Regions from separate parts of the Mus musculus genome. Here region 1 is linked to region 2. A link is a contact called in public promoter capture Hi-C data. All regions are on one chromosome and are shown on one strand. The core of a region is the stretch at or near the end of the contact, and the rest is flanking DNA. Distances in the headings are between cores, read along the strand shown.

Region 1 (3,872 bases), core at 861-3,360, 2.8 Mb after region 2:
CACTTGAGAGTTCTCAAACACATGGCCAAAGCTAGGGCCGCCCTGCTGCATGAAGAAGGTAACCTCAGTCTTCCTTACCCGTAGCCATGAAACCACCCCGGGTTGTTGAACCTGACTGGGAGCTTCTCGCTAATGCGGTAGTAGTCGCTGGTCTTCTCTGGGGCAGGCTTAGCCTTGGGCTCCCCCGGCTCCGGCTCCTCTGGGGCAGGCTTAGCCTTGGGCTCCCCCGGCTCCGGCTCCTCTGGGGCGGGCTTAGCCTTGGGCTCCCCCGGCTCCGGCTCCTCCGCGGACTGTTGAGGTTTTTCTTCAGACATTTGGCCTCCCGCAGGAAACTAGCCCAGATCAAGTCTGTGCCTGCTGCGGCAAGGCGTCCTGTTGCTAGGCAATGAAGTCACCTGATCAGGAGGTGGGGCGGTCTTTTGTAGGTTGCTTTGGCTAGCAGCTAGCTGTAGGCAAGTCTAGAATCTTCCCGAGGGCGAATAACAAAGGAGACCGTAAGTTCTAAACAAGGAATTCCAAGCTTCCACACGCTGCTCCTCAGGGAGATCCGCTGACCTTTTTCTGGGACTGTGGGAACATCCTTGTATCGTCCCAAAATGCACTAGGAGGCAGATCCTGGACGAATGAAACCTTAGAACCTGGGATTTCACCAGCCAATAGGCAGGAATTAGGTGCTTCCAATCTCTGCCTGAGCAAGTACAAGTCTGTCGTTTACTGTCCTGGCCATGGCCTCTATCACCCAATACCCCCACAACTCAGCCTAAATCTAGATGTGAGGTGCTGCTAAATTTAGGGAATCCTAGGCCATATATTGGTGAAATATAAAAAATGATCTTGTGAACCATGCACATAGTTCAGCATTAATGACGTGCTAGCGCAATGCCAGGAGGCAGATCTCTGAGTTCGAGGCCAGCCTGATTTAAAAAGAGAGTACTAGACCAGTCAGGAGTATATAGTGAAACCCTGTCTTAACAACAATAATAAAAATAAATAGTAATTTTAAAACAAACAATAAAAAATTACTTAGGGCACAGTGTGGTGGTGTGCACCAATAATTCCAACACCCAGGGGACAGAGGCAGTCAGATCTCTATGAATGTCTGGCCAGTCAGGGAGATTGTTGTTGTTGTTGTTGCTGTCATCGTCGTCGTCATCATTGTCAATGTCATCGTTGTTGTCGTCATAGTTTAATGTAATTTGGGGATGGAGAGATGGCTCAGCAATTTAGGGCATTCATTGCTCTTGTAGGGAACCTGGATTCAACTCCCAGAGCCTACAAGGTGACTCATAAACACTTTTAACTCTAGTTCCTGGAGGTCAGACACCTGCTCTCCACAGGGACAAGGCACTCACAAGGTACACATACATACATGTAGGCAAAAAATAAGTAAAACTAAAACAAATGTTAAAAAATAAAAAAAATGCATGCTGGAGCGACGACTCAGCAGTTAAGAGCACTGACTGCTCTTCCACAGGTCCTGAGTTCAATTTCCAGCAACCACATGGTGGCTCACGACCATCTGTAATGGGATCTGATGCCCTCTTCTGGTGTGTCTGAAGATAGTCACAGTGTATTCATATACATAAAATAAATAGTTTTTTTTAATGCACTTATAAAACAAACAATAAACGGGGCGGTGGTAGGGCATGCCTTCAATCTCAGCTCTCCAGAGGCAGAGGCGGGTTGCTCTCTGAGTTCAAGCCAACCTGGTCTACATAGCGAATACCATGACAGTCAAGGCTCAAGGCTACGGAGAAACCGGGTCTCAGGAAAAACAAAACAAAACAAAACAAAAACAAAAACAAAAACAACAACAAAAAAAAACAGCAACCCTAAAAACAACCTCTAAAAACCAATTTGAACAAGAGGGTCGCCTCCTCCAGAGGATGCTGTAATTTTATCGAGAGGAACGAGCTGTGGGTGAGAGGTCGCTCATTCTAGCTCAGCCCCACGTCCCAGCTGAGTGCAGACCACTGGTCACAGTGCCAACTCGCCCATTTACAAGGATGCGGGCGCAGCGAGCGGTGCACAGCGGAGAGGGTCCTCCGGGCCAGCAAGCGGCGCTGCGACCCCGCGCGCTCAGAGGAGGAGGCGCTCTGCCGGGCAGGAAGAGTCTCTGCAGGATCTCTGTCCACGCGCCCGCCATGGCGCCCGCTCCGGCCGTGCTGACCCGGCTGCTGTGTGCAGGTGAGCGCGGTGAATCTCGGAGATGGGGGGAACCCGGGGATCCGAGAGGGGAGGACAGGGACGAGGGTTGGACGCGCCCCCACCGGCTCTTTCCCCGCAGGTGTGCGGCGCTGGCCAGGTTTCCTGCAGAAGGCGATCCCGGGCCCTGCGGAGCAGAATGGTAGGAAGGTCACGGGAGCCCCGGTCCCCGCAGTCAGCGAGCCCCAGGATGGCGACGGTAAAGATCAGCGGGTGGAGCTGGGCCGGGGCGCGGAATCGTGGAGAGGTTGTCATTGCAGGGTCCCCAAAGGAACCCAGTACCAATCTAAGTGTGGTGGGAGGGAGATAGAACCCCTGTGGCCTGGTAGCTCTCGAAACCCGTGAAGACTTACTTTTGTATCTGTCCATCTTGCTGGTCTTCTGGAGGGGCGTTTAAGGCACCCGAAGTCAACGAGGCCCCTGGTTCGTTTTCCTCTTACATCTGTGGAGATTAAGGGAAGAGGACTTGGCCAGGTTTTCCCCGCACACAGTCACTTTAGACCTTGACACTAGTCCCTCGGTGTTGCAAAAATGCCCCTGTGTCTTCCAGATCTTTCCTGGCGTTTCCTCACAGCTTTGAGTTTCCCACTCCCAGGAGACTGGTGAGTCTTTGGTTGGTTGGTGATGGGCCACAGTGTCTGCCCTTACTCTCTTTTTCAGATTTCCAGAGCAGGATCCTAGATACGCCATTACAGCATTCGGATTTCTTCAATGTCAAGGAGCTGTTTTCTGTGAAGAGCCTCTTCGAGGCCCGAGTACACCTGGGACATAAAGCTGGTTGCCGCCATAGGTAGTTGGCACAGGCCGTGTGGGCAGAGTGGTGGAGTTGGGTCAGGGTTGGAAGTGGGGGCAGGGTGGGGGTGTCTGCGGCAACACCAAGTGCAGTGCTAGTATTGATGCTGGTTCACAGACAGGGTGAAAACTGAGGGTCATGGCAGGCGGGGGAGCCCGGTGGAGAGGACCTGCTGTATAGAACAGAAGTGGCCCTAGAGAGTTAAACTGGGCAGAGCACCTTGGTTGGGTTCATGTTTATCTGCAGTTGGTTCTCAAATCTCCACAGGGAGAAGGTGGGACAGGTTGAGCCACAAACCTGATTGTCTGTGCGCAAGTCCACACCTGTGTCCCCAGCCCATCACTCCCTAGGCAGGAGTAGTGGGAGTTGGTAAATGTAAGAGCCTGGGTGGCTGGTAGGTAGGTGGCTGTGGAAGGGGCAGGGCAGCTCCACGCACACGGGTCCGTTTACCCTGGGGGTTTTTTGGCAGGTTTATGGAGCCGTACATCTTTGGGAACCGCCTGGGCCAAGATATCATCGATCTGGATCAGACAGCCTTGAATCTCCAACTGGCTTTGAACTTCACCGCGCACGTGGCCTACCGCAAGGGCATCATTCTGTTTGTGAGCCGGAATCGTCAGTTCTCTCACTTAATTGAGACTACAGCCCAGGCCTGTGGGGAGTACGCCCACACCCGCTACTTCAAGGGTGGCTTGCTGACTAACGCACAACTCCTCTTTGGGCCTTCAGTCCGCCTACCAGACCTCATCATCTTTCTGCACACACTCAACAATGTCTTTGAACCCCATGTGGCTGTGAGGGATGCAGCCAAGATGAACATCCCCACAGTGGGCATTGTGGACACCAACTGCAACCCATGCCTCATCACTTACCC
Region 2 (3,644 bases), core at 804-3,303:
GCATGTGGAGATTGGAGGACAACTTCAGGGGGAGTGGTTACTCCATCCACCATGTGGTTCCTGGGGATCAAGCTCAGATACCAGGGTTAGCACTAGGCGCTTCACCCACAGAACAACCTCACTAGCACGTGTTTAATTGCTTCAGAGCTCACATAGGAAAAAGGACAAGCCATTTATTAGCTACAACTCTCCAACATTCTCCTTGGATTTGGGGCAGAGATCAGAGAAAGCACTCAAGTCTCTCTCAACACATGCAGGCTGCTGCTCCAGCAGCTGGGTGCAACAGGATTCAAGCCTCTCTGAGGCTCCTTGCTGCTCTGCGGAAGATCTCCCCCTCCCAAGCCTTGTTCCGAGCTGGCAGGTCCTGGATTTGGTGCAGCAGTAGTCTTCACAGGTTTTTCAGGCAGGACCCCACATGCATGTGTAGGAGAGAGATGACACTAGAGGATGCATGTGTGTGTGTGTGTTTGCTGAGGTAGGAGGGACTGTCCTGGAGTTAGATGACGTTAGATCTGTGCTCTAGGATCTTCCCTGCTTCGCATCCTGCACCTCAGCAGCCAGAGCGCTTCTAGTCGTGAGGATCTGTAAGAGGCAAAGGGAGGCGGGTGGAGTCATGTCTGTGGTTTTGGAGTCCCTGATCTTGTTCTGTCATGACAAAAGGTCCTGTCAGATGTGGTTACACAGACTTAGGGTCCTAAGCATGGGAGGAAGCAGCAGCAGAAGCAGGAACTCAAGACCAACCTGGCCTATAGACTCTTTCCTCAGAAGAGCAAAACAAAAAATCTGAGCCCAGAAACACGCATGGGCAGGCCTGAGGTCACCATCTTGGTATCAGATTCAGGGTCACAGCCCTGGACACTTTTTTTCCTGAGTTGTCTGTGTAGCTGCTGTGTCCTGCCCCACACCTTACAAGGCCCTTCCCTCTGTCTCAGGGTCACCATAATTTTTGGATATTCCTTCTGGGAATGCACTGCTCAATCTTTGTTATGCTTGCTTCTAGCCCCAGCCTCTCCGGGGGGAAGTAGGACTGGCTAGATCGAAAGGCTTCAGTCCGTCTTTTGAGTCTTGTGGGCTTGCCTTCCTGAAACTGCTAGCTGTCCCTCTGGGCCCCTCTCACCTGTGCTTATGTCTTTGGGGAGCTGCCCGGTCTCCAGGAAGAGCCAGAGATTGCTGCATTTCTGACACTCCATACTTGTCACTCTGTAGCTGGCCACAGATCCTGCAACTGGAGAACAGGAAGCAGGAGGGTGGGTGCACTTTTCAGAAGGGGACCTGGCACAAGCTAGTTCTGGGCAGACAGGGTGGGTAGGCTGCAGCCCAAACAGGTTGGATCGCAGTCAGGGTTTTATTGGAAACACACCAACACTGTAGAGTCACTGGTAATGGATGCATTTCAGGGCCTAGGCACCCACCGTGGAGTACTCACTGGCAGACACTAGGAAGCTCCACTGCACAGGGTATGGAAACTTCCTCTTAATGAACATCAGCAGGCCAAAAGTCGCACCAGTGCCTGCCAAGAGCCAAGCAAAGTGCTGGTCAGGGTACCTGCTGCACCTGCAGGCAGGATGACTTGGCGCCGCCTGCTGGACAGACAGGGTGGGACGAAAGGTTACATTTTTACCCCTTTAAGGAATTCTTTTGCTCCCCAAGACCTCTTACCTGTGACAAAAGTGAAAACGCCCTTCATGAAGGCGTGCGACTGGCAGGCAGCAAATTCCTCGAGTCCCTGGGATTAGGGGGCGGGGAAGGTGTTCGTGGCTCAGTTCTCTTTCCTCGCCTCCTGCTTCTCCTTTAGCCACGACCTGGCCTTGGCGAGGGAGAATGGATATATTCCACCCTCCCCTAAACCCATTTAGCGTGCCCTATCCCTAAGTCAGGAGGGTTCCCCCACTCCTCCACTCCCTGACAGGGCTTCCCCTGCCTCTACTTTGCCTCAGGTCAGCATCGTAGGGTCAGCTCTCTGGCCCCCAGGCTAGCCTTCTCACCGGGTGCCTGGCGGCCACGGCGTCATCCACACGGGACAAGCCCAGATTCACCATGGTTGGTCAGGTTCTGCCAGGGAGGACTTGGGGGGCGGGGCGGGGCTCAAGACTCGGGCCTGCGCAGAACGCAGAACGTAGCAGAGACAGTCAAGCTCTGTCCGGCTTAGGGGGCGGGACCTATAACCGCGAGCTTCTGATGGGCGTGACAGAGCAGTTGAAATTGGGGGTTTTGTGACCTCGAACCAGGCCTAACTTTCCTCACCCCTCATTTTCATACTCATAGAGCACATTGATTGTTTTTGTTTTTGTTTTAGATTTATTATATGTAAGTACACTGTAGCTGTCTTCAGGGAGTCACATCTCATTACAGATGGTTGTGAGCCACCATGTGGTTTCTGGGATTTGAACTCAGGACCTTAGGAAGAGCAGTCCGAGCTCTTAGCCACCGAGCCATCTCTCCAGCCCCCACATTGATTGTTCTTACTACATGAGATGGGACTTTAAGACTACAGTTAAGGGTTCTCTCTCTGAAAGGCACAACAGAATTCCAGAAGTTCACTCGAACCCTTTTTTGGTGTCAGGGCATGGGGTCCTATGGAAAAGTTCACAGAGTTCCTCGCCCTCTTCCTCCACTCCCCGCTTCTTTCTCTTCTTCCCCCTCCCCTCTTTTCTTTAAGAAAAGGGTTCTCTGCTTAGCCCTGGCTGTCCAACTTGCTCTGTAGGGCAGTCTGGCTTCCAACTCAGAGATTTGCCTTTTTTTGCTTCCCAAGTACTGGGCCTAAAGGCATGTGCCACCATACCCAGATACACATTTCGTTTCCTTCCTTCCTTCCTTTCCTCCCTTCCCTTCCCTTCCCTTCCCTTCCCTTCCCTTCCCTTCCCTTCCCTTCCCTTCCCTTCCCTTCCCTTCCTTTCCCTTCCTTCCTCCTTTCCTTTCCTTTCCTTTCCTTTCCTTTCCTTTCCTTTCCTTTCCTTTCCTTTCCTTCCTTCCTTTTCCTTCCTTCCTTCCTTCCTTCCTTCCTTCCTTCCTTCCTTTCCTTCCTTCCCTTCCCTTCCTTCCTTCCTTCCTTCCTTCCTTCCTTCTTCTTTTCCTTCTTTCAAGATGATAATTGGGTGCTTAGAGAGATGGCTTGGCAGTTAAGAGTGCTCTCTCTATTTCCAGGGCTCTCATGCAGCTCATAACCGTTTGTAGCTTCAGTCCCAGAGATCCACTCTCCTTGTTTGGCTTCCACAGGTAGTAGGTACATGTGCTACACAGACATATATGCAGGCAACACACACACACACAGGAAATGAAAAGTTTTTTTTAAAAGGTTGATTATTGCTTATTAATTAAATAATATTTCAAATAAAATCTAGAGCAACACAGATACTTCTAAAAGTAAAAAAGCCCCACAAGTGTTGCCATCTGGCATTAGCTGGTACCAAACAGTGGAAGAGTCATGAAGAAGGGGCTCTACAGGGATTCCCAGTCAGTGCCTGTTCCCTTCAGGATTCTTGGGAGCCCCGGGGTATCTAGGGAGAAGCCCTTGAGTGGGCACCCCTCTGTCTTCAGACCCCCACTCCAGCCTCTGTTGTCTCCCTTCTCCCACCTGGCTTCTGAACCTTCCCCCGCCCTTCCTGCTGCTCTATGGAGAACAAGTTGGGTTGTATTCCTGGCCC

The links. Promoter capture Hi-C pulls out the DNA fragments that hold promoters and counts their contacts.
Region 1: a promoter capture Hi-C map of cranial neural crest shows a contact between it and region 2. The contact joins the promoter of Mrps2 here to the promoter of Tmem141 in region 2. A contact is called at or near these places in 4 of 39 promoter capture datasets (cranial neural crest, hippocampal neurons, liver and 1 more).

Annotation. Positions count from the first base shown.
Region 1 is chr2:28,465,956-28,469,827 of GRCm38.p6, forward strand. It overlaps Mrps2 (mitochondrial ribosomal protein S2), which reads left to right and starts at 2,111. Exons shown (of 4, transcript NM_080452.3): 1 at 2,111-2,187; 2 at 2,288-2,404; 3 at 2,866-2,995; 4 at 3,468-3,872. The coding sequence starts at 2,145. 1700007K13Rik (RIKEN cDNA 1700007K13 gene) reads right to left here and starts at 369. Exons shown (of 3, transcript NM_027040.1): 1 at 79-369. The coding sequence starts at 314.
Region 2 is chr2:25,619,949-25,623,592 of GRCm38.p6, forward strand. Tmem141 (transmembrane protein 141) reads right to left here and starts at 2,054. Exons shown (of 5, transcript NM_001040130.3): 1 at 1,986-2,054; 2 at 1,660-1,726; 3 at 1,427-1,510; 4 at 1,118-1,225; 5 at 118-582. The coding sequence starts at 2,039. The coding sequence ends at 569. The region is part of intron 5 of Fcnaos (a long non-coding RNA gene); the gene reads left to right.